4 separate regions of the Sus scrofa genome follow, and all the other regions are linked to region 4. A link is a contact called in public Hi-C and promoter capture Hi-C data. All regions are on one chromosome and are shown on one strand. Each heading gives the region's core, a stretch centred on a gene start, on an enhancer-like site or on the middle of the called end of the contact. The rest is flanking DNA. Distances are from core to core; before and after follow the strand shown. Region 1 overlaps UNC5B (unc-5 netrin receptor B). Region 2 holds the start of UNC5B (unc-5 netrin receptor B). Region 3 overlaps UNC5B (unc-5 netrin receptor B). Region 4 holds the start of PCBD1 (pterin-4 alpha-carbinolamine dehydratase 1).

The links. Promoter capture Hi-C pulls out the DNA fragments that hold promoters and counts their contacts. A called contact is a pair of places that touch in the nucleus more often than the background predicts.
Region 1: a Hi-C map of embryonic fibroblasts shows a contact between it and region 4, with 2.4 times the contacts expected there. The contact joins the enhancer-like site here to the promoter of PCBD1 in region 4. A contact is called at or near these places in 3 of 5 promoter capture datasets (fetal liver, fetal skeletal muscle and liver) and 2 of 47 Hi-C or Micro-C datasets (embryonic fibroblasts and heart right ventricle).
Region 2: a contact with region 4 is called in a promoter capture Hi-C map of fetal liver, with 4 times the contacts expected there. The contact joins the promoter of UNC5B here to the promoter of PCBD1 in region 4. A contact is called at or near these places in 2 of 5 promoter capture datasets (fetal liver and liver) and 2 of 47 Hi-C or Micro-C datasets (embryonic fibroblasts and liver).
Region 3: a contact with region 4 is called in a promoter capture Hi-C map of fetal liver, with 2.9 times the contacts expected there. The contact joins the enhancer-like site here to the promoter of PCBD1 in region 4. A contact is called at or near these places in 2 of 5 promoter capture datasets (fetal liver and liver) and 10 of 47 Hi-C or Micro-C datasets (brain, embryonic fibroblasts, epiblast stem cells and 6 more).

The regions. Positions count from the first base shown.
Region 1 is chr14:74,170,971-74,175,697 of Sscrofa11.1, reverse strand. All of the region lies in intron 1 of UNC5B (unc-5 netrin receptor B), which reads right to left. Among named protein-coding and RNA genes, the nearest start is that of SLC29A3, 50 kb to the left of the region's middle. Within about 2 kb of position 1,452, at least 5 of the 83 cell types and tissues checked have an H3K27ac peak or open chromatin away from gene starts, as enhancers often do. A contact at or near this core is called in embryonic fibroblasts, where this site is marked.
Region 2 is chr14:74,117,030-74,121,763 of Sscrofa11.1, reverse strand. It overlaps UNC5B (unc-5 netrin receptor B), which reads right to left and starts at 1,281. Exons shown (of 17, transcript NM_001044549.1): 1 at 1,152-1,281. The coding sequence starts at 1,230.
Region 3 is chr14:74,201,701-74,206,277 of Sscrofa11.1, reverse strand. UNC5B (unc-5 netrin receptor B) reads right to left here. Exons shown (of 17, transcript NM_001044549.1): 14 at 4,414-4,563; 15 at 3,701-3,865; 16 at 2,864-3,045; 17 at 1,442-1,810. The coding sequence ends at 1,645. Among named protein-coding and RNA genes, the nearest start is that of SLC29A3, 19 kb to the left of the region's middle. Within about 2 kb of position 1,422, at least 3 of the 83 cell types and tissues checked have an H3K27ac peak or open chromatin away from gene starts, as enhancers often do. A contact at or near this core is called in fetal liver, where this site is marked.
Region 4 is chr14:73,804,970-73,809,188 of Sscrofa11.1, reverse strand. It overlaps PCBD1 (pterin-4 alpha-carbinolamine dehydratase 1), which reads left to right and starts at 1,942. Exons shown (of 4, transcript NM_001190219.1): 1 at 1,942-2,029. The coding sequence starts at 2,027.

The DNA of each region.
Region 1 (4,727 bases), core at 203-2,702, 370 kb before region 4:
TGAGAAGGACAGAGAAGGAGAAACATGAGCGCGCCTGGCAGTGGGGGAGTGAGCGGGGCTGTGTAGGGGTTTCCTGTACTCTTTTGAACCTAGAATCTACCTGCGTTCCTGCTCAGGCGCTGGGAGCAAGAAAAGAAGGTGGCCATCCATCGCTGGCCTTCCTCCACACTCTGCTCTGCCTCTTCCATGAGGCTAGCCCTGGGCTATGGCTTCACAGGCCCTTGAGAAGGCAGACCTTTAGACCAGGCTCCCAGGAACTCCTTATGGACCAGAATGGGGGAGTAACTGGTCCCAGGTCACACAGCGGGGTTGGAAGCAAACCAGCTGGAATCACTGGAGTGTGGACATCTGGGCACTCAGCCCAATGCTCTTGCCCTTGCCTTTGCCTTTCTCTGGTTCCAAGAGTGGGGAAAACCTTAGCCTTGACCTTGGGGGAGCAGCTGAGCTGTTGGGGTGGAGACGTGGGTAGACAAGTGACACGGGTCCAGCAGAAGGCCTAGATGGCTGCACAGGGGCACCCCAAGGGAGGCAGGGGGGTAAGCAGGTATTCAATCCCCATTCTTCCAGTCATTCATCAAACATTTCCCGAGAGCTTCCCCTCGACCATGCCTATGGTAGAGCCTGCAGAGCAATGACCAAGCTTCAGTCCCACCAACAGGAAGCTCCCAACAAAGGCTCAGGGTTAAGGATCCAGACATCCTGACTCTCAGACTCCTGCTCAGTCTGCCTCCAGCCTAGTCCCATGGTCATGTGATGATTCCTCTGCCTGTTGACCCACCATCAGTGCAGAAATAAATCTACAACTTTGTAGCTCTGTCCTTCTCAGTCAAGGAGTGAGCCCACCTCCTCCAGGAAGTAGGGTTTGATTACTTCCACCTTGACAACTGTAGGGATTTCTCATTCTCCAGGCTCCTGAAAATCCCTCCTCTTTCTTGGGCTGAAGCACACTGGTGCTGCCATTGGCTCCTGAAGTGACCTTGGGCAAGCTACTTCCCTCTGGACTCCAATCTTCCCTTCTGGGAAATGGGGCCACTTTGACTTGCTTCACCCTCCAGGGTTGTGGGGAACATCAAAGCCAGAAGTATGAAATTGTTTTGCCAGCTGGACTGCCCTGGGCACTTGCTAAGTTTTATTAACACTTTTCACAGCGAGAAAGAGTGGGCGTGCCTTTCTGGGGCTGCCAGGGGCACTGGCTGACATCTCAACCTACAGCTCCAGGGTTTTCCTCTGGGTTTGAGGTGCCGGCCAGGTGCCCTACTCCTAGCTCCCGCCCTGCCCTGGCCTCCCAACTGCTGCCCAGCCCACTCCGTGATGACACAGAGCTGCAAAAGGCTGATGCAAGCTGGAAGAAGGGAATGAAACAGACTTGAGTGGGGTGGATGGAGCTCCACCTCCAGCCCCGTGGGACACGGGGCCCAGCCCCTGCCTGCTTGTTTGCGCCTGCTGATGTAATCGCTGGGCCTCTTTGGTTCAGGGCTCTCGGCTGGCTCACCTCGCCTTCAAAGCCAGAGGAAGGGTGTGAGGTCACAGCCACGTGCACCACGAAAGGGCTCTTCTCCAAAGCGGGGTGGCTGGGCTCCAGCAAGGGCAAAGAGGAGGAAAGAGCCAGAAAAACAGCCTGAGAAAGAGCACGGCTCTGAGGTAAGCAGGACCTGAGTCAACCCCAGTTCTGCAACTGTGTCACTTCAGGGGTGTCGTCCATGTCTCTGAGCCTGGACCTAACAGGCACTCAAATTGTCACTCCCTCCTAGGGATGTCTCAAGAGGCATAAGGACGTCTGAGAGGGTCAAAGAGAAAGGATGGAAGCATGGCTCCATGGAAGGAAAACACCAGAACAGTCCTGGGCTGGCCACCAGCTCACCAGCTCAGGTTTGTTTATCTGTAAAATGGGTACACTGTCACCGTGGCCACCTCACAGAGACACTTGGGATCAGAGGTGTGAAAGTGTGACATGATGCTAAAGCATGTGGATAGTTCAGGGGACCTGGGGACAATTGGGGGTGGTTCTTGCCAGAAGCCTGGGGCTCCCAGGAGCTGCGCGACGGAAGTGGGGCTGTTGGCTGTGTTCTGCCTGGCCCAGCCCCAGAGGCCTCTAAGGAACCATCAAATACTTGCAGGTGATGAAAACAAGAGCCAAGATCCACTCCTAGAAAGTGCCAGGCCAAGTGCACGCAGCTGAGCGCCCCTGACCCCAAGAGCCCATGGGGTCTGCCCTGTCTCCAGACCATAATTCTCAAAGCTGGTTTCCCTGGGGACGCCTTTGCTCTTTCCCTCAGAAAGGGTGGGGTGGGGGGAAAAGCCTCACGTGGTTCCAGGTCTCTTTGGTTAACAATGAAGGCAAAAAGATAGGGACCCGAAGCTCCCGCTGTGGCGCAATGGGATTGGCGGTGTCTTGGGAGCACTGGGACGCGGGTTCAATCTCTGGCCTGGCACAGTGGGTTAGGATCTGGTGTTGCTGCAGCTGTGGCTTAGGACCCAACTGCAGCTTGGATCTGATCCCTGGGAGCTCCATATGCTGTGGGGAGGCAAAAAAAAAAAAAAAAAAAGACAGGGACCAGCCGAGGTGGGGAGGAGCTGTCCATCTCAGCCATCCCCCATCTTCAGCCTGGGAGAGAGGGGTTACCTCTAGTAATTGGGCCCTCCATTTGCTGTGGAGGAGGAATTGCACTCCAGCTGGGATTCGCCGGCTTCCCTGGCCACAAGGACCTCTTTCCTTTAGCACAGCCTTGAGACCTGGCAGGTCCTATGGTCAGCCAACAAGAGCTACCTGAATCCTCCCAACAGCCTTCTAGGCAGGTACTTTTTTTGTCTTTTTAGGGCTGCACTCATGGTATACAGAGGTTTCCAGGCTAGGGGTTGAATTGGAGCTGCAGCCACCGGCCTACACCACAGCCACAGCAATGCGGGATCCGAGCCTCGTCTGCAACCTACACCACAGCTCATGGCAACTCCAGATCCTTAACCCACTAAGCGAGGCCAGGGATCAAATCAAGTCCTCGTGGATACTAGTCAGGTTCTTTAACCACTGAGCCACAACGGGAACTCCCCCAGGCAGGTACTCTTATCACGATCCCCATTTTGCAGGTGAGGAAACTGAGAAACACAAAGTAACTTGCCTAACATCACAGAACAAGGTCGTCAGCCCTTGAATCTGGATCTCCCTGACTCTAAGACCATACTGTTAACCTCGAGGACAGTGGTTCTCAAACTGTTGCATGTCCTAGATCAGCTGGAGGCTTGGGAAAATCCAGTGGGCCCCAGCCTCCCGCCACCAGCCGGAGGTTCCCACTTAGCAGGTCTGTGGCAGGAGTTGACAACACACTCAGCTAACAAGCTCCCAGATGCTGCCACGAGTCCACTGTTCAGGGCCCTCTTGCCTCCCAACAGAAATATAAAACACTTAGCACACACAATGGTGCTTAATGCAGGTCAGCTCCTTTGCCTGAGCACTTACTTCTATAATTCAGCTGGAGATCTTTCAAGAGGAACTAAAGGAATTCCATGGCAGCATGGTGCCGGCTGTTGCAGCTTGAATCAGGCCCTGATGCAGCTTAAATCAGGCCCCGGTGCAGCTTGAATCAGGCCCCGATGCGTGGTAATAAAGAGTCTGATAGCCATGGCTGGCACCTGCCTTTTTATCAATTAGCCTCTTTGGGCCTCAGTTTCCTTATCTGCCAAATGGGAGTAATAACATTTGTAGGAAACACATTCCACGCACAAATTGCTTAGAGTGGTGCCTGGCACATCAAAAGGGCTTCCTGAGTATATGCTGCATTGTTGTTTTTTCAATTACCATTGTTTTTTATCTACTTCATCTGGATTATCTTTCCAACAACCCTCCAAGGCTGATATCGATATCCACCTCCGCTGTTTACCTACAGTCACTCAGCCCAAGTCACATAGTCGCTAAGTGGCCAAGGAAAGATTCCCAGCCGGGTGTGGGACTCCAGTGGTAGAAACTGTCCACCACGAGCAAAGAGAGAAGGCCATTCTGGCCGCTTCCTGCGGAAAGGATGAAGGGTTATTTTCTAACTTATGTTTCCTGTGATTCCCTTGAGACCAAGCTTAGCCCCGGGTCCCAAGAGTGTCACAGTGAAGGGAGAATGTCTCTCGTAGGGAAGCAGAGGCTGTGTCAGCCATGCACACTTGGTGACCTTGGGCGACCAGACCCCTGGCCCTGTGTCTATCTGCTGTCTGACCCCTGCCTGTTCTTCCTTACTGGGCATCTTCAAGGTGTGAGGGCTGGCTTGGCATGGGCTGGTCAAGGTCCTGGGAAAGGGGACAGTCACTTGCTTCTCCTGAGATTCCCTGCCCCCACGCCCTCTGGGATCCCCAGTTCAAAACAATGGAGGCTTCAGGTCGCCCTTGATGTAAGGTTTAGTAGGTGGCTAATTTTAGCTGAGAAACACTCGGCATTTTCCCAGCCGCCGTCCCGGCCGCACTCTGTGCTGGACAAATGGCCTAGGTTTTCCTCCCTGATTGTTCTCGGCTGGGGGGCTACGGGCTGACTCCAGCTTAGGACAATTCCCTTTGTGTCTGCTTCCGGGTGGCTCTTAATAACTCACGGGGACAGCCTGGAGCCCTCAGCCTGAGCTCTCAGGCTCCCATCCCCACCCCAGCTGCATGCCCCTGGCTTCTCCGTCAGGTCTTCTCAAAATGTGGCACTGAAAGAGGACCTGCTGGTCAGTCTCCTCAGCTCCTCAGGGGTGGACACAGAGAGGGAGGGC
Region 2 (4,734 bases), core at 32-2,531, 310 kb before region 4:
GGGGGGGGCGTGGGAAGGTGAGGGGGAGGAGGACGGCGGATGTCAACATCTCAGCGGAAGGTGGAGCGGGGAGGGCTGCGTCATCTCGTCCACTTTCTGCACCAGTTTTCCTGCCCCATTCTCAGCCTCAACTCGGAGGACTCGATGCAGGATGCGCCCCACCCCCATCCCGCCTCGAAGCCCGGCATCCGGCGGCCAGCCCACCTGCTCGGGTTCCGGCGGCAGAAAGAGGTTGGTTGGCTCTCGTGAGTCCACCCGCTACCCAGGAAGACGCAGCCCCGTCAGCGACAGACCAGAGACATACACACATCTATGGCAGGAGAGGCAGAATAGGGACTTTATTTTAGGAGCTCGCCAACTCCCTTAAGGCATCTCGCTGGGTCCAGAACAGGAGGGTGGCGAGAGCACCTAGTCGGCTTCCCGGATAGGGAGAATGTCAGTGACTCATTTAAAAGGAAACTCGGCAGAATCACTACATACGCCTCCCCTCATCCCATCTCCCAACACCAACACCCAGAAAAGAATTCTTCCAGACCTGCGGGTCCCAAGATCTGGGGGAAAGCTGTACGTACAAGACAGCCTTATCCCGTTTGATAGCCAAAACCCTGCATGCACCCCAGCCACATCTGGCTAGCGGAGCAGATCCACGCTTCCCGTGCTCCCCAGATTTCTCGCTCTCTCCCTCTCGTCTGCAGATTCGGGTGGGTCAACGCTAGGAGCCTGGACAAGCCGGGATCTTTACTAGGAAGTTGCTCGCGAACGGTAAGAGAGCGCACACCTGGCCGGTGCAGCGACTGTTTTTTTCCGCACCGCCGAGAGGCGCGCGCGGAATCAGGGGTCTCCTGGAGGTCGGTCCTTCGGGAGGCGCAGACCCGGACTTGTACAGCACCCAGGGAAAGGAGGAGATCCCTTCCAGGCAGGAGCAAGAGAGCCTGCTCGCCCTCCCCCCGCACCCCACCCCACCCCCCGCCCCGAGATGGCTGCGCCATCGCCCACTTTGGTGGGGCAGAAATCAACCTTCTAACTTGAGCGCCCTTGCCGGGTTCCCTGCGCGCACAGACAGAGCGATGGACCATCACAACTCTGGGGCAGAGTGAGGCGCCAGGGTCCCCTCGTCCTCCCTCCCTCCCCCAGGCCCATTCGTTCCTCACCTGCTTGGCTCAGCCTCAGGTCCCAGCAGAGCAGCAGCGCCAGCAACAGCGCGCCTCGCGCTCCACTCCGGGTCCACATGCTCCCGCGGCCCGGCTCAGGCGCCTCTCCCCCGGGGCTCTCTCCCTGGCCCCAGTCTCGCCGCCGCCGTCTCCGCCGCCGCCGCCTCCTCCTCGCCGTCCTCCCCGGCGCCCGGCCGCGCCAGCCCGTGCCCTCCGTGGGGGCAGAGGCAGCCACGCTTCGCAGAGGGCTGCCCGACGCTCGAAGCGCGATGGGTGCCCGGCGCCCCCTCTCCGGCCAGGCTTTGGTGCGCCCCTCTCTGCGCTCCTCAGGCTCCTGGGCTCGAGTGCTCTCCGGGCTCCGGCGTCCAGTCACCGAAGTTGCGCGACTAAATGTGAGTGCGCTCGCAGCGGCGGACGCCGCGCAATCCAAGCTTTGGTGCGTGCCTCCCCGCGCCCTGCCACTGCCCGCGGCTCCGGCGCCCTCGCCGGCCACCGCTGCCTTCTACAATGCCAAGCGCTGCCGCTCGTTCGCCCTAGTGAGTCCCCGAGCGGAGGGCGACCGCGCGCAGCCGGGGCGTGGCCTGGGCGGGCAAGGGCGGAGCCGGCGGAGGGCCTTTCTAGGGGGGGAACCGACGGCCATCTGGGCGCGGTCTCGGCGGAGCTGGGGACCCCTCAGGGGGGACCTCGCGAGACGCTGGGCACGGCGTGCTGGAAAACGCGGTAGCCGGATCGTAGCTGGAAGCGGAGTCTGCCCAATTTGCGTTTCCAGAAACTAAGGAAATATATTTTGGTACTTTCTTTCGGCTTGGCTGTGTCACCATTCTCCTCTGATTAAACTCAGGACTCTGTCATTTTTGGCTCCCTGGTCTGAACTATGTTCTCTGCTTCTTACATGTGGGGGTCTTTCCCAAAAATAGCTCCTCAAATGAGAAAAATCTCAAATACTCAAGTGCTGGTCAAGCTGGGGCTTACTTCTCTGTGAACTTGGGTATAGATTCGGATTATACTGGTTGGCTCTACTTTTCGGTATAACCTTGGGCAAAACTGTTTGATCAGACCCCTCTGAACCTCCTGTAGCACCCAGGTAGGTCCTAGGATGTCGTCCCCCGCCCCCAACTAGTGACTCTGGGGCACAGGGTAGAGGGTAGCCATTTTTGGTTTGGTGTAAATTTGGGCTCTGCCCCTTATTGCTACGTGACCTTGAACAAATTACTTAACCATTATGATGCTCCCTTCATCATCATCTGCAAAATGGACAAAGATGATAATAATAATTTTATAAGGGAGTATAGAATTGGATTTTAAAAGTAAGTATGGAAACTACAGCACAAATGTCAGTAATCTCTCTTTCTAAAATCTCCTCTCTCCGCCAATCTGATTCCTGGTAGAAAAACATCACCACCCAAGGGTGAGCCAAAGAGCATATGGAACCAGGTGGAGTTGGGGGCACGCTGTATCTTGAGACTGAAACCCAGTGACATCAGACATTGTGGATCAGCTAACACTGCTGATGTCCTTCTATGTGCCAGGCACGGAGTAAGGCACTTTATACGCATCACCTCAGTTAATCCTCACAGCAACTCTCTGAGGTAAGTACTGTTTGTATCCCTGTTACACAGATGAAGGAACTGAGTCACAGAGACATGAAGTCATCTGCCCACGATCACATAGCTTTGGTGAAAGAGTGGGTGAGTGAAAGGGGCAGGAGAGATAGGATTGGAAAGAAGCCCTCTGACCTGGGGAGCCTCCACCCTCACAGCATCTCTGGGGCTGGCAGGTGAGCAAGGACTGGCAGCCAGCAAGGATGCCTCCTCCCCTAGCCCTGATCTGTTCACTACTCGGGGTTTTTCCAGAACTGGGATCTAGGATCACTTCTCAAGCACCGATGCAATGGCTGATTCAGCAAGGGATAAAGGAAGGCAGAGAGAGGTCCAGCCAGGGCCAGAAGCCAGAAGGGGATAGGCTGGAATAGGATCAAGTGTCCCCAGGGATGCTTCCTTGATTGGTGGATAAAAGACTTGGGGGCCAGACCTGCAGGCTGGAAAGGTTCCTGGAGCGGGCAGAGAAGCAAGGAGGGTCTGCCCTGCCCCAGCCGGTTCCCTAGGGGAGCGAGAAAGGCACGACTGCCCAGGAGCCCCCTCCACACACACTCCCCCCACAGGCTGAGGTCTGGAACATGTGGGGGGGATGCATAAAGAAGGTCCACCTCCTCAGTCCTCTCTGTCAGGGCACCCAGGATCCGGAGGGTAGATGTGGGTGAGTAGGACTTCCTGGAAAGGACTTAGGTCAATGGAGAAGGCCCCTGTGGACAAAGATAGGTGGGTTATTTTTAGCTTGGCCCAGGCCCGCCCAGGCCAGAGCAGTGGGTGAGGGAGTCCACAGTGCATCACCCCAGCCAGCCCCACCCAGCCACAGAACTAAGAGCACAGAGACACACACCCACCCTAGACACACCTATAAAGGTACACACGAGCAAACATACAACAAAAATATATGGGTGCAAAATGACCCTCCCAGAAACATCAGAGAGACACCCACCTACTTAAGACACAGGATTTAGAATAGTGCACACATACATCTCTTCACAGACACCAACACACACACACACACACACACACACACGGGCACACACATCCAAAAGCACAAAAACAGTTTAAGGCAGATGACGCCAAAGACAAATAGACATTTAGATACTTAACTGTCTCCAGGAAACACACACAGGGACACGTTACCAAGGCCCAGCACCTGACTGTCAACTTCTGGCAGAGGCACATGGTCAAAGGCATTAGACTGGATAACTCAGCAGGGACCTCGGTAGAGATTCAGCTTGTGGGAGCACAGGGCAGGCTCTTTCTCTCTCTCTCTCTCTCCCTCCCTCCAACTCCCTCTCTCCATCATAAGGCTGGTGGGATATTGGAAATATTTCCAAAAAATTCCCGTGCTCAGGACTTTGCTGTTTAGGCAGTAATTGCTCCAGAGTAGGCCCTTCTTGTCCTGGTGTCAAGTTTCATGACTTTAAGTCCTGACAGGGGGACAGAGAGGCAGGCAAGCAAAAGGAGAGTGGCCATTTCCCCTCTTCTGCTGGTCCCTGTCTCATCCCCCAACCTCCACCCTAAAAATACACCCATGAGAAATCCTGGACCCTGTTTGCCCCCCTTCCACATCCTGGTGGGAGATTTACCACATAGGGGCCCCTCCCTGAATAACTCCCCTGCACCCCCTCCCCTGCCATCCCAGTGTCTGGAAGAATGCCCCTTCCCCAGTCACCTGCAGCTAAGCACCCCCCACTGCAGCTGTGGTTGCCCTCCAGCCTGGGCATCACCAAGTGCCAGTCCCCTGCTGGGACCAGGGAGAGGGCTTCAAAAGGGGTCAGACAGCCTTGAACCCACCCCTTTGCCCAGAATAGGTAAAGGATGGGTAAGGCCCTGGCCTGGGAATGAATGATGCACTGGGATAGCTGGATTAAGACTTACTAGGGTGTTTCCAAACCCATTGCCATCGGGCTCACAGCAAAGCGCTCCTGCTGTGAGTTAGGAAAGAGGATGAGCCTCCCACCTCCCCTCCATTTCCTAGGGGGTGGAAA
Region 3 (4,577 bases), core at 173-2,672, 400 kb before region 4:
CACCAACTTTGCTTATCAAAGCTGACTTCAAACAGTCCCAGACGGCAGAGGAGGGGTGAGAAGAGGGTGGAAGGGAGGTGCCTGTGGAGATGAGCTCTGGGAAGACAGCCCTCCACCCTCCCTCCTCCACGGCGGGCTGGCACGTGAAGCGCGGCCAGGCAGCCTACCTCCCAGCCTCCCGTGCTGCAGGGCTGCCTGCTAGCCCATCCTCAAAGCCACACCAACCCCAGAAGCTCAGGCTTCTGCAGCTAGAGGCCCTCCCATCCACCCCTTCGGTTTTACAGAAGGAGAAATCGAGGCTGAAAAAGGACAGATCCTGGATTCCTGGGCATTAAGAAGATGCCAACCTATGGCAGCCCCCCTGGTCTGGGGGCTGCTGGGGGGGCGGATTCCGGCTGCACCCCACTCCGACCTTGGGTGAGGGAGAGAGGTGTCTGTGGGGAATTCTCATCCTTGACTTCTTTCTCTGCTAGGGCCCCCCTCCTGGGCCGTCTCCCCTCTGCAGGAGCCACGAGACCACAGTACTGGAAATTCTCTCTGGCTCCAAGCTGGGCTGGCTCTCCTATTTCCCTGCCGGGGCCTCTGAATCTGGATCCCTGGGAGCCCAGAGGAGCCTTGAGGGGTCCACCTGGGGCTGTGAGAGGGAGGGAAGACCTCGCTCCACTCCGGCCTCAGGGCTCCATGGCTTTCCCGATCAGCATTCACTTAAGATTTTGGAGGGAAACAGGGGACCATGGCTCAAACCCCATCTGACCCTGGGGAAGGGGAAGCTGGGGCCTTGTTAGAATGCAGTCGAAGATGGAATCACTAGCAGCAAAGTGTTCCCTGTTTAGTCTCTCTCTCTCTCTCTGACACACACAGAGACACACACACACACACACACACACACACACGCACACACACACACACGCTCCTGGCCAGAACCACAAGCATGCCCACACTCATCCACACTCAAGAAAAGTGTTTCCTATTTTTTGTGTGTGTTGTTTTTTTCATTTTCTTTCTTTTTTCTTAAAAAGGACTTATCCAAATATCTGGATAATAAATCATTGGCGTTTCCTAAGAAACTGGGTTTTTTCTTTTCCCTTATGGTTTTGGTGTTTTTCTTCTCTTTTGAGCCTGACTAGTGGTCTGAAGCTTTCTGTCTTTCCTTCTTTTTTTTCCTCTTCCTTTTTGTTTGTGGACAGGAGAAAGCAGCTCGCCTGAATTGTACTTGACTCTTCAAAGAGGAAAATGGCATGAAAGGAGAAAGGGGCTTAGGGAGGAGGGAGAAATTAATAACCGGGGAGGAAAATGAAGAACGCAGCTCAAACAGAGGCCCCCTCGAGGGCCCGGGGGCTGAGGGTGGGAGGGCCACCTCCCTGCTCCCCTAGCTGCCTCCAGAGGCCTCAGCCCCGTCCCAGTTCCTGCACAGAGGTCTGATGTCAGGAAAGTCAGCAGGGGGTGGAGAAGGAACGCTGGGTCCTCCCAGCAGCAAAGTCCAGGGATTTCCTAAGGCTGGTCGTGGTCTGGGGGCGGGGCAGGGGGAGGAGGAGGGGGGCCATTCTGGCTGTGAGGAGGCCCAACTGCCCCACAAGAGGCTGCCCCGGCGGCCTGTGCCCGCCCCCTGCTGGTCTCTCCCAGCATGCACAGGGTTGGGGCGGCTCAGCAGTCCCCATCCGTGGTCATGGCCACCAGCATCTCGCTCTTGCCCATCTCCTCCAAGGCACTTGCCAGGCTGTTGAGGTCCCCGTCGTCCTGCTGCAGAGCCTCCCAGAGGTCCAGGATCACACCCGTGGGGCTCGCTTTGGTGGCAAAGTAGTTCAGGTACCTGAGAGAGGAAAGGAGGACACTGGGCTCCCCAGATGCTCGGCACTGCCCAGGAGCCTGGGGTGGAGGGGCACTGGGAGTACCTCCCAGGAGCCCTGGGACTGTGGGTCTGGGCTCCCACCATCCTGGGTCTGAATCCCAGGCTGTGTGGCCCTAGGCAAATCACTGCTCCTCTCTGAGCCTCAGTCTCATCTCTAAAACGGAAACTGTCCTGCTTATCATCAGTCATCACTCGTTCCCTCCGCATTCCTTCTCTGCCTGGTCTCTGCCCACCCCAGGCACTCCCCTATAGTAGGAACAAAGCCACAGACATCCTTATAAATCCCACCTATTTCTGGTAAGATGTCTTATATATGGTACCTGTCCCCTGCAGGTGTATTTATTTATTTTTCTTTTCCTTTTTAGGGCTGCACCTATGACATATGGAAGTTCCTAGGCTAGGGGCTGAATCAGAGCTGCAGCTGAGGCCTACACCACAGCCACAGCAACACGGGATCTGAGCCGCATCTGTGACCTACACTGCAGCTTGCAGCAACACCAGATCCTTAACCCACTGAGCAAGGCCAGAAATTGAACCTGCATCCTTATGGAGATTATGTGGGCCTGTAACCTACTGAGCCACAATGGGAACTCCCCCTGCAGGCTTATCAAATGATTTCTCAATAAGCAAGCATACCATAACTGTAATGGTGACCACTGCCATTAGATTTATCCAGCATTTTAAGCTCTCCGGAAAAGTTTTGGCACCAGGGTGTACTGTGTCACTCAGAAAGCATTTCTAGAACACCTGCTCTGTCCTGGGCACAGGGCTGCTGATGTGATCATGCCTGGCTGGTATTCTGGCTTGACCTGATTCTCACAGGCCAGTGCTCTGAGCACAATGCTCCTCAAGGAACTGGCTTCTAGATTTAGCAGAGCCAACCCTGAGGTCCTGATCTACCACAAAGGGTGGGCCCACTCCTAGACTGTCAGGCTGCCTGTCTCACCTGTCCACTGGGGACAAAGGGAGGGAGGTGGCTGTGGTCTCAGCAGAGCAGGCCACCCTGACACTCACCGGTCCATGGATAGCTTTTGCGCCAGCAGCCGCCAGTCGTTGCCGCGCGAGTTGGGGGCATCCAGGCTGTTGCATATCTTCTGGCGGATGGACAGCGGGATCTTGAAGGCATAGGGTCCCAGCTGGGTGGTGACTGTGCTGCTGGGGGCGGAGCAGAGGGCGTCCAGGGAGCCAGCAGGTGTCTGGAAGGGCAGGGGGCAAGGGTGAGAGGGGCAGAGGGCCCCTGCCCGCCCTCAGGGTGCACATGCTAATGCACGGCCCGGGCTAATGCTGTGCCATCTGTGATTATGAAGCCACCAGGGGCTTCAGCCACGGTCTAATCTACATGGGCCCACTTTTACACAAAGGAAAATAAAGTCTAGAAAGGGGAAATGACTTATCCATGGTCACATGTCTAATCAGTGGCAGAGCTGGGTCTAGACCTTTATTCAGTGCTGTTTACCCTGCACTGCAAGGAGGGCCTAGCGCTGTCCCCCTGGGTGGCGAAGGTTTCATAAACCTCAATCCGGATTACAGTGGTGGAGAGCCACAGGCCTGGGCCAAGCTTTGACCTGATATAGAGTCCGTGATACCCACCCTCCCTAAAACCTGCTTTCTCATCTCCCTGGTGGGGATGCTCACAGCTGCCTCCCTGGTGGCTATGGAGATCTGGTAGATAACCTAAGCTGCCTGGTACAGGCCAAGTACAGTTGTAGCTGGGCAAAGAGGGACCAAGTCCCAGCTCAGACCTGGGAGGTCAGGGACACATCTCTGCGGGAGATGGTACTTCTCCCAGAGGAGGGGGAGCCTGGAGTCTACAGCCCTCAGCCCTATGCGGTGTTGGTGCCCGGCCCTCACCTCTGCCAGCACGGTGTGCAGCTGGAATATCTGGCCCTCCCCCTCCACCTGCCGCACACAGATCTTGCAGCTGAGCTCGGTGGAGGCCAGGCTGTGCCTCTCCAGGGTGAAGGTGCAGTGCAGGGCCTTCTGGCTGCCACTCCAAATGTGATAGAAGGGGATCTCCTGGGGGAGGCAGGAAGGGGGGCAGGGTCAAGGAGGTGAGGCCAGCCGGCCCCATCCCAGGGGAATGGAGGCGGAGGCTGGTAAGGGGGCCAGCCTCAGGAAGGGAGGGGGCCTCTCCATCCAGATGGGCTGAGGCGGAAGAGCTGGGCAGGGGCCCTTCAGCTGAGAAGGGGAGTGTATCGGGGGAGAAGACACAAGTCTGAATATGTGAATGTGGGCATGCATGTGTCTGGGACTTGAAGCCTTGTGGACTCAATGATGTCACACAGATGGGCGTGGACAGAGGGATGGACCATGAGAGATTAGTCTGGACAATCCGCCAGGCGTGAACGCTCTTGGAGATGGTAAGGCCTCTGTGACAGTGATGTCTACAGACATTTATGCGGGGGAGTGTGTGACACGGGTAGGAATGGTAGGGAGACAGAGACTTGGGGGTGGCCACGGGGACCAAGGCTGCAGGACGGAGGGAGGAGGCAGGGAGGGGGGATTGGTCTTCCCAGGCAGCCGCCCAAGGGTGCCCCCTCCCCATCCTCTGGCCCAGCGCTCACCTGGTACTTGGCCAGCAGCTTGCTCCTCCAGTGGGCGTGGGGGATGTCGTGGAGGGAGAGGCGCAGGTTATGGTAACTGTCCTTAAACAGCAGGGGTTTGGGCTCCTCCACTAGGTAGCCACCCAGGGTCCGCTCCAGCTCCAGCACTTCCTGTGGGGAAGAAG
Region 4 (4,219 bases), core at 693-3,192:
AGTTGCCTTGTTTCTGCCAGGCAGTGTTCTCACTTGGGATCTCACATGAGACTGCAGTCAGATGTCTGCTGGGGCTGAAGTCATCTGAAGGTCTGGGCGGCTAGGAAGCCTCACTCCTGTGACTGATGGATGATTAGCAGAAGCCATAAGGCAGGAATCCTGGAAGTCAAGGTTCACTCAAGGGCCATCTTTGAAGGCTAGCCTACATCCTGCTTCAAGTTGCATGTAAAAGGGGACCTTTCATACTACCGTCTTAAGTTTTCCCAACTGTAAAGTTAGCAGAAGGAAAAGGGACTATATTTTTGTGGCAGGGGTGGGCGGGACTTGCCAAGTAAACCTTCAAAAGCACAAATTTCTAGGGGAAAAAATATAAATCTTACCACACCAAAATATAAGATTTCTTTTTTAAATTACTCAATGAATTTTATTACATTTATAGTTGCACAATAATCATCACAACCCAATTTTGTGGCATTTCCCAAAGTATAAGATTTCTGCCAACAAAGGATATCCTGGAAGATGACAGGGTACAGATGGCTGAATGGGAAGATATTTGCAATATCTGAACCGACAAGCAGTTAATGTCTAGATAGCTCCCAAAAACCAACTTAAAAAGACCACTCTAAATTCTGTAAAATAAAACGAAAAACTATTAAATATAGAAGAAAACACAGGAGAAGAATCTTTGTGACCTAGGATTAGGCAACGATTCCTAGTTACAACACCAAAATACCAATCCATAAAAGAAAGAGTTGATAAATTGGGTGTCATCAAAATCAAGAACATTCGCCTTTTGAGAGACATTGTGGAAATGCAAACGAAATATGCCAAATCACATATCTGATAAAGTGCTTGTATTCAGAATGAAGAACTCTCAAAATGCAATAAGAAAACAAACTATTACTTTTAATGGGCAGGAAATTTGAACAGGCAATTCACCAATGACTGACCATTGGCAAATAAGCACATGAAAAGATATTTAATATCATTAGTCATTAAGGCAACTGAAAACCACCAGTGAGATACTACTGTGCACCAATTAGAATGGCTAAATAATAAAAAGATTGGCTTAGGAGTATTCCCTCTAGGTGAAGGTGAAGCTGCACTGTCATATGCCACTGGTGGCAGTGGAAAATAGTCCTGCTACTTTGAGAAGCAGTTTGGCAGTTTCCTAACAACTTATAAGCATATACCTGTTCTATGACCTAGCCATTCCATTCCCAGGTATTTCCCCAAGAAAAATTAAAGCATATATCCAAAGACTTGCAGGCAAACTTTCCTAGCAGCTTTATTTGTACTAATCAAAAACTGGAAACAACCCAAAGTCCAACAAATTGTAGTATATCCATTACAATATAATACTGTAAAATAATTTCTACTTAGTTATCAAAGGGAAAACTATTGATATATGCATCGACATGGGTAAACCTCAAAGTAATTACGCTGAGTGAAAGGAGGCAGATCTAAAAAGAGGGTAACCCATATGATTTCCATTTACATAGCCTTCCAGAAAACGCAATCTAATCTATAGTAAAGGCAGCAGGTCAATAGATCTCTGAGGAGGGAGGAGGCAATTTAGGGCTTGTGGTCATGTCCTCGTCATCGTGGTGATGGTTGCAAGGATGCATACATATGCCAAAAGGCATCACATTGTACACTTTAAATACGGGCAGTGTATTGTGTGGGTTTATTCCTCAGTAAGACGTTTTTCTAAAAAAGAAAAAGCAATCTGGCGTCGAGGGTCACACAGCTGGTAAGGGGCAGTGCGCGATGCATAAACCCAAGTCTGCGTTAGGAGCCCACGCGTCCTTAACCTCTGACCTCGCTGCAAGCTTGGCAATGAGGAAAGTCCTGGAAGGGAGCCGCAGCTGGAGTTAATGATTACGGGTGGGCGGCCCCTGCCCGGCCTCGCTCCCGCCCCGGGCGGCCCGAGCGCTGCCCCGCCCGACGGCTTCCCGGTGCGCCGGGCTTCGCGCTCTTCCGCTCCGCTACCACCTGCTGATCGCCCGCGTCTGCGCCGCCCGGCATGGTGAGGGGCGGCCGGGTTAGGAGGGGGGTGCGGCGGAGAGGAAGGGGCCCGCCGAGGCCGGCCCAGGGGACCCGGCCAGGAGCGGGGGGGCGGTCCCTCCCAGCTCCTTGCACAGCAGCCGCGCCGGCCTGGGGGAATCGGGGTCTCTGTCCCGCCGGTACCCCACCCCGCCAGTGGTCCCCTGGGGGAAAGCTGAGGTCGGAAGCGGGGCGGTGGCAGGTCTGGGTGACGGCGAGGCGGGAGCCCAGGCTTTCCCCGGCTCCCTGGCCATCTGTGCCTGAGGCCTCAAGGCCGCGCAGGCCCTGCTTAGAGAGCTCTCCCGGTGGGGGTGGGGCAGTGAGACGGGCAGCGGGGAGGGGACGTAGTGAGCCTGCAGACGTAGCCCTCCTTGGTGGCATGATTCTGTTCTACACTGGGGGCTAGGGTAGGGACCGGGTGGTCGGGGGTGGGGGGAAGCCTTGTGAGTGTGCAAAGGGGGCGGGGCGACTGAATTTGCATGTGCCTCTGCCTGCCTGTTTACTGCCCTTCTCTCTTGCACTTCTGCTCAGCCCTGTGTGCTGCCCCCAACCTGAGAGCCAGCCCCCCCGGGGGGGCACCTAGTTTGAGGCCTGTGCCCAGCCACGGGTGACATGATTGCTCAGAGTCATCCACCGTCTGCCCTGAGCTTTCCCTGAGGGGAGCCTTAGGCCCTGTGCTCAGATGTGGCCTGGGAGGATAGGCCAGCCTGCACAGCAGGAAGCTTTACTAAGCAGTCAAAGCATTAGGCCCCAAAGCCTTAGGAGCGACTAGGGCTGTGATGAGGCCTGGGAGGGCATTTTGAAGGCTATGACTTGGGTGGAGGGGAGGTGGTGAGTGAGCCCATTGTGAGGTGCACTGAGGCCCCAAAACTGTAGGCTGCAGGTAATCAGTAACACCCACAGCCTCCCTGGGCCCAGGCTGAGGCCAGGGCTGACCTGTGACTTACTAAGCAAACACACCCCTGCCCCCTCTCTGATCCCAGATCTCAGAGGGGCTCCTCAGTTCAGCCCCAGGCTGTGAAATGTGGGGGGGGGGTTCCCGAAGATTCTAAAGAGGAAGGGGAGCCTCCTAGGAGCTCCTCTAGTGCACATGTCCTCCTTTCAGAGCCAGAGAACTAGAGGCTGGAAACACGGACCAGGTTTATCAGCCACTGAGACAGGGCCGGCTCTGGAACAGAGACGGGTTTGGGCGGTGATGCAGGACTCCACTGCCCTCGCTGGCCTTCTGGAGCCCAGGAGAGGAGACAGACCAAGCCGGGGTTGTCCAGAGGGAATGTGCGCTTTCAGGAGGGAGAACAGGTTGAGTTATAAGAGCCCAGTTCTACCCCAAACCTAAAGGCCTGTCACAAGCCTACTTGCCCCCAGGAAGTCTCCTTTTAAAAAGGCAGATGACATCGGGAGTTCCTGTCATGGCACAGCAGAAACAAATCTAACTAGCAACCATGAGGACTCAGGTTTGATCCCTGGCCTTGCTCAGTGGGTTAAGATCGGGCATTGCCAAGAGCTGTAGTGTAGGTCACAGACACGGCTCCGATCCTGTGTTGTGTGGCTGTGGTGTAGGCCAGCAGCTACAGCTCTGATTAGACCCCTAGCCTGGGAACCTCCATATGCCGTGGGTGCGGCCCTAAAAAGACAAAAACAAAAGGGAGATGTCATTCCTTTAGTAACAGTGGAGTGTCCTAAAGTGCCCCTTGGCTTCTCTTGCTGATCACTGAAGTGGCAGTTCTTGTGCCCTTTTTCAGCTGTTGAGCCAGGGGAGATGACCGCCTCAAGCCCACCTGGCTTCCAGTCTTCCAGGACCGCCTCATAAAAGCCAGATTAACCTTCCTCAAGTGCTCTCCCCAGGCCTTACTGACTCACTTCTCATTTAGCACTTACACTTTCCACCCTCAGGTAGTTCTACTTTAGGGGCCTCAATACTGGGATCCCTTAAGCGCCTCCACCTGGATCTTCTTAGAGGTGGAAACTGACCTTTGCTTGCTTCTGTTCTCTGAGGGTTCCACTCACGGCCTGAACTGCGCCAGTTTGGGCAGCGTGCACAGCGGGTGATAGGCTGGGGCACTGGCCTTGCCCTTTGCCCTTGGCCAAGTTACATCTGCTTTGGGGGCTGAGCTCTGTGGCTCTGGCTTCCTGAGGTGACACAATAGAAAAGAAGGTGAGAATCTGAGAAACG